Regions from separate parts of the Mus musculus genome. Here region 2 is linked to region 1. A link is a contact called in public HiChIP or PLAC-seq data. All regions are on one chromosome and are shown on one strand. The core of a region is the stretch at or near the end of the contact, and the rest is flanking DNA. Distances in the headings are between cores, read along the strand shown.

Region 1 (2,768 bases), core at 177-2,676:
GGGTTTTCTTTTGTTTTTGTGTTTTGTTTTGTTTTGTGGTTTTTCGAGACAGGCTTTCTCTGTGTAGCCCTGGCTGTCCTGGAACTCACTTTGTAGACCAGGGTGGCCTCGAACTCAGAAATGCACCTGCCTCTGCCTCCCGAGTGCTGGGATTAAAAGTGTATGCCACCATGGCCCGGCATATGACATTTTTGATGAAGTGTACAGCAGTAGAGTGTACAAGGAGGGGGATCGGGCAAACTGAAGCTGCTTCTGTACACTGATAGCACGATCTATTCTGAAACCGCAGTTTCTGTGGGTTTGGGAACAGCGGCAGCCCCTGCCACTTCCAAAGAACAAAGGAGCTGTGGGGAGGCAGAGCAATCCTCCTCTAGGTCCTGTGGGGGCAGAGTCAGGAGGAGGAGTAAAAGACATCATTAATGCCCCAGGGCACCTGAAGTTTCTACTCCAGGACTGGGGGAACATCACAGAGGAGGTTGAGGAAGGTAAAAGTTGCATCTAGGGTAATGAATGCGGAGCATGACCCACCCACCCCCAGATCAGGAGGCTGTTTGCCCATGGCACCTGAGATGTCCTCCACCCCCTGCTCCATCCCCCTGCAAAGTGCCACCTCTTCATCTCCAAGTGAGAGCAGCCGGGGAGGAGGCTGACAGAGCTGTGAAAACACCCCGTTTCCCAAACTGGGCATTCAGGGGGTGGGGAGAACCCTGGCATAGCCCCGGTGATAGCGGGGCACCACCACCCCAGGGCTGTGCCAGAGGGAGCCGGCAGGCACTCTTTATGCATCGCGCGCTGCAGCCCAGAGGTAAATTTAGGTCAAAAGGATCAAGTCGGCCTGTGAGGTCGGGGTGATCAGAGGGCAGACTCGGGTCCAAGCCCCTAGGACCAGGGTCCTCCCCGTGCCTGGCAGCCTGCGGAGGTGGGACGCTCCCGCGCGCTCAGGTTCCGCACCTGTCAAGCGCCAGGGGTGGCCTAGGCCATCGCTGGGATCCGGGACCGCCCTGGCCGGCGGACCTTGGTGCGGAACTCCTGGCCGGCTCCTGCCGCCGGACCCCAAGCGCCGCCCGGCTCCGGAGGCCAGGGGGAAAGGGGGCGCAGCCCTCCACGTGGCGGGGCGCGGGGCGGCGCACGTGGGGTCCCCTCGGGGCCCGCCTCTGGGCTGTGTCTGCCGGCTCCCGCGCGCGTCCGGGACCCAAAGACCCACGGGGAGGTTGCGTCCCTCCCCCACCCACCCCCGACTCAGCCCGGCCCGCCTCGGGCCAGCTCACCTGGGCTCCGCGCCGCCGCCTCCCGCGCTCTGCGCCCCCGGCTCGGCTTGGCTCGGCTTGGCTCGGCTCGGCTCGGTCCGGTTCGGCTCTCCACGGGAGGAGCCGCCCGGGCTTCGGCTCGCGCGCGGCGCGGCGGCGCCTCGGGCTCCTTGCTGATTGGCCAAGGACCCGGCGTGGAGCGCGCGTGCCCGCCGCAGCCTCGGCCGCGCGCGCCGGGTCCCGCGGAGACTTAAGTAGCGGCGGGGCGGAGGTGGAGGCGGGAGGGGGGGTGGGGGGAAGGAGGCGACAGGAAGCGAGGCCCGACTCGCGCAGGGGCGAACAGGCCGCAAGTTTGGGAGTGGGTCTCGGTTCCTGCGAGATGCTCCACGCCGCTTTGTCCCTGAGCGTGGAGAAGTTCCCCCAAAGGCGACGGGGGAAAACCCAGGAGCCGTCTGGCGGTTCCCTCCCTGGATTTCGGGGCAACGCCCATTATGGGGAAACCCTTCCGCAGCCACCACCCCTCTGACCACTGCTGCAGGCTCGCCCTAAAATGCATCACTCACTCTGAACAGCCCAGCGAAGTTCTAGGTCTCTCCACAAGACTGACCAAACATTCTTCCCCTTTTTGACGGTTTACTTTGCTGGAGCCTTAAAATATTTAGTCTCCCAGTTGGGTAACAACGGAGAAAAAAAAGGGTATTTCAAGGGCTCGCTCACCCGGTGGCCTTGGATGTGGGGGGCCGGTGAACTCAGACTCGGATGTTCACCAGTGGCTGTCTGCATGCATGTTTCTGCCGGCAGCCAAAGGGTTGAGATGTCAAATTCACTAAGAATTCAAAGCTCTTTGTCAACTGGGTCGATTTTCAGCCCTCAATAAATTATTGCCATATTTCTAGGCTGGGCACTCACAAACAGTCCCCAGGACCGGACAAATAAACTCAATGAGCGTTCTAATGAGATGACCACCTCTGATACTGCTAAGCGCTCTTCCATTTATTTGTTAGTAGTAGCAACTGGAGCGAGACGAAGTGGAATAGTACACAATAGTTAAAAGGACTGTTAGATCTATTTGTACCCCCACAGGAAAAGGAAAACAAAAACATGTAGCGTAAGACAGCAAGCTGCAGGAGACAGTATCATGCACAGTTTGCGTGTCTTTTTAAGCCCCACTCTTGACTGACTTCCTGAGGAGACATGAACAAATGCCTATTCACCCAAAATAGGGCGCCGACAACAGATCAAAAACATCCAAGCCCAGCTTGGTGAACCAATGGGTTTATTGGGCTTACTCATCTCCAGCATGGACAGTGACCTGCCAGAAGGAGTGTCTCCTTCGTTTACCCACCCCTTTATATTCTCTAGCATCTCCCGGGGCCAGGTGCTGTTGGAGGTCTGCACAGGAGGAGAGGCGGGAGCAACTGTAATCTCAGGTGAGGGTCTAATGACTCTCCCCATTTCTTCCCTAGAGGGTGGATAATAGCCTCTCTCCAGTAAGGGACGGGTGCAGAGGCAAGCACAGAT
Region 2 (2,874 bases), core at 323-2,822, 110 kb after region 1:
GGGGGCAGGGTACCCAGAGCCTCTAGGGATGCTACCTTAAGGCATCCAGGGTGGATGATCTCGTTGCAGATGGAGCATTCCATGAGCATGAGGTTAAACTTGCCTTCTTCCTCTTCCACTGTGTCCTCCTTCCCTGCCTCGCCACACACAAGGCACACGGCGGTGTGGGGCAGCACTGGCTAAGGACCCAAAAACATACATGTCGTCAGGGAGTGAAGACAGTCGGAAAGCTGCCCAGGCGAATTTATTCCCTGTTTATATACTACCAGTGTTAGGTACTCTGCAAGATCTAGGAACACAGCAATGAACAAAACAGATAAAAATCTCTGAGCTTATCTTTTAGAGGAATGAGGCAGACAAAGTAAAGAACATATTCTGTTTATATCAACAAATCTAAAAGTGTCCATAGAGGACTAAAGCTCTTCTTAACATTATCAGAGCACAGTCCACAGCTTCAATTCCCAAGACCTCAAGTGGACTCAGGCCACACCCACCTCCAGAAGGAGCAAGACGTGATTTGCATTCTGCCAGAACAGTACCAAAGCAGTGTGTGTGTGTGTGTGTGTGTGTGTGTGTGTGTGTGTGTGTGTGAAAGTGTTGGGACATCACTGAGGTGCCAGGCCCTATCATCCGGGCAACCAGTCAGTCACTCAGGACCACATGCATACCAAAGAAAAGATCACCAGTTCTACTTCAGGTCTTTGATTATTAACTTCACAAAAACCTCAACCCTTGAGCACACATCCTTCCCACACAGGAAATATGCACACAATATTTCCCCATTCCAGGGACTGTTATCACAGGAAAAATACATGGGACTGTTTTGTGCTCAACTGACCACCAGGTTCTCTACAGAACTTCTCTCTCTCTCTCTACTAGAGACAAGGCTTCACAATGTAGCCCAGAGTATCTAGAAACTCATGACCTGCCTGCTTCAGTCTTTTTACAGAAACTGGTGTGAGCTAACATGTCTAGCTTAGAATATAACTTTTTTTGTTCTTTGTTTTTCGAGTCAGTGTTTCTCTGTGTAGCCCTGGCTGTCCTGGAACTCACTTTGTAGACCAGGCTGGCCTCGAACTCAGAAATCTGCCTGCCTCTGCCTCCCAAGTGCTGGGACTAAAGGTGTGCGCCATCATGCCCGGCAAGAATATAACTTTTTATTTGAAAAAGTAGAAAAACAAAAACCCAGCAGCTGCTGTTGTATTTTCTTGAAGTCTTAAGACCTGATTGTGTCATTTTAAACAAAACAAAAACAAATAAAACAAACAAACAAAAACCAACAATTTGCCAACTGGTACACGTGACAAGACAAAATCCAAGACTAAGAGCTAATGAAACTTTCCTTCACCTTGTACTCCTTCCATGGCAGGAACAGGCTTTCTTATCAGAGTGCTAACAATGCTATCGAACGTGATTTATGTGCATGTGCTTAGAGCGCACTGCAGTCTACAGTGACACCAGTGTGTAACGTTACAAACATAACTGCAGGAGCAAGGCCAAGACTAACAACGTTTAATGCCACAATATGAAAAGCTGATAGTTACAATTTCAGAATCTTGCAACTAACTTTAAGCTGCTGCCCTAGGGCAGTGGTGACTCACACTTTAATCCCAGCACCCAGCAGGCAAGAGGCAAGCGGATCTCTGAATTCAAGGCTAGCCTGATCTAGTTCCAGGACTAGGGCTAGAAACACACACACACACAATGACAACAACACAACAACAACAACAAAAACCCCCAACTAACCAAAACACAGTAAGTACATAAAATAAAAAGAAGCTACCACCTGTGGGATTCTGATGACTCCAAAGGACCCAGGCTTACCTACAGAAGCTCTTAGCCTGTTCCCCCTTGCTCAACAATCTGTGGGAGGCTGGATTTTTCCTCAGCTTCCATCCAAATCAACATGTCTAACTGGTGGTATATAGAAGCAGACATAAAAACGCAAGTCCTACTGAGCCAGATACAAGAGAGTTACAGAACCAGGAAATAAGGCCATTCTTCCCCCTTGCTAGTTACTTTTGTTTTTGAAAACAGACTTGGCTCTCATAAAAGCATTTGTGAACATATTTACTTTCAAAATAAACCTAAACCATTTTTTTATTTCTCAACTGTAATCTCAAATACAGCATTAGATAAATAAGACTTTTCTTAAGACCACATTATTTGAAAATTGCTATAAATGATATGCAGTAAGGCCAGGGGCCAAGTTATATTTTTGGCCTTCCTCCAATTAGTGCCTACCACACAGGGGAAGTACCATCAGTTTTAACGAAAGTGCTCCCCAAGGACCACATAATCCGGGATACATCCGTTCCACAGGTAAGTTTAAGAGTCTCTGTGAGGCTGGATATGGTAACAGGCACCTTGGATCCCAGCACTCAGAGGCAGGTGGGTCTCAGTGAGTTCAGGCCAGCCGATGCTCTACAGGGAGACTAAAACAGGGAGTCTCAAAACCAACCCACTCTTTTAAGGAACCTGTCTGTGGAAACTGCTGGTTTGGGACATAGTAGCTCCTAGACCTTGCCACACTGGAAGTGACCCATGACTATCTGCACAGGTAGAAAGGTAGAGGAACCCTGTGTGGTATGCTGTGTTCTCTCTGCAGGCGCCAAGCTAAGCAGCTCCCTTCACAGCCTTGCTAGCAGGAGACTCTGTGTCTCCTTGCTTTCCCTACTGACACATGGCATCCTGAATTGGCTAAACGTGCCCCCTCCCCCCAAAGTATTGCAATCTGTAGCCCAGGCTGATTTGGCAATTGCTGCATTCAGAACAGGCAGGCCTCATGCCCTTTTGTCAATCCTCCTGCCTCAGCCTCTAACCTTTACCCTATGTGACCCATGTGCCCTGCTCCCTTTTCCAGTACTTATGGAG

The links. HiChIP or PLAC-seq counts read pairs in DNA pulled down with a chosen protein or histone mark.
Region 2: a contact with region 1 is called in an H3K4me3 HiChIP or PLAC-seq map of bone marrow-derived macrophages, with 4 times the contacts expected there. The contact joins the enhancer-like site here to the promoter of Camkk2 in region 1. A contact is called at or near these places in 6 of 39 promoter capture datasets (the 3T3-L1 cell line, the C10 cell line, the HPC-7 cell line and 3 more), 2 of 15 datasets of contacts at CTCF or cohesin (the NIH/3T3 cell line and large pre-B cells), 3 of 484 Hi-C or Micro-C datasets (B cells, bone marrow-derived macrophages and pre-hematopoietic stem cells), 7 of 115 datasets of contacts at active chromatin or transcription factors (the 230-238 cell line, bone marrow-derived macrophages, embryonic stem cells and 3 more) and 4 of 9 other capture datasets (adipose tissue, liver, macrophages and 1 more).

What each region holds. Positions count from the first base shown.
Region 1 is chr5:122,777,984-122,780,751 of GRCm38.p6, forward strand. Camkk2 (calcium/calmodulin-dependent protein kinase kinase 2, beta) reads right to left here and starts at 1,427. Exons shown (of 17, transcript NM_001199676.1): 1 at 1,269-1,427.
Region 2 is chr5:122,883,284-122,886,157 of GRCm38.p6, forward strand. Kdm2b (lysine (K)-specific demethylase 2B) reads right to left here. Exons shown (of 23, transcript NM_001003953.2): 14 at 36-179. Among named protein-coding and RNA genes, the nearest start is that of Rnf34, 35 kb to the left of the region's middle. Within about 2 kb of position 1,573, at least 27 of the 459 cell types and tissues checked have an H3K27ac peak or open chromatin away from gene starts, as enhancers often do. A contact at or near this core is called in the NIH/3T3 cell line, bone marrow-derived macrophages and trophoblast stem cells, where this site is marked.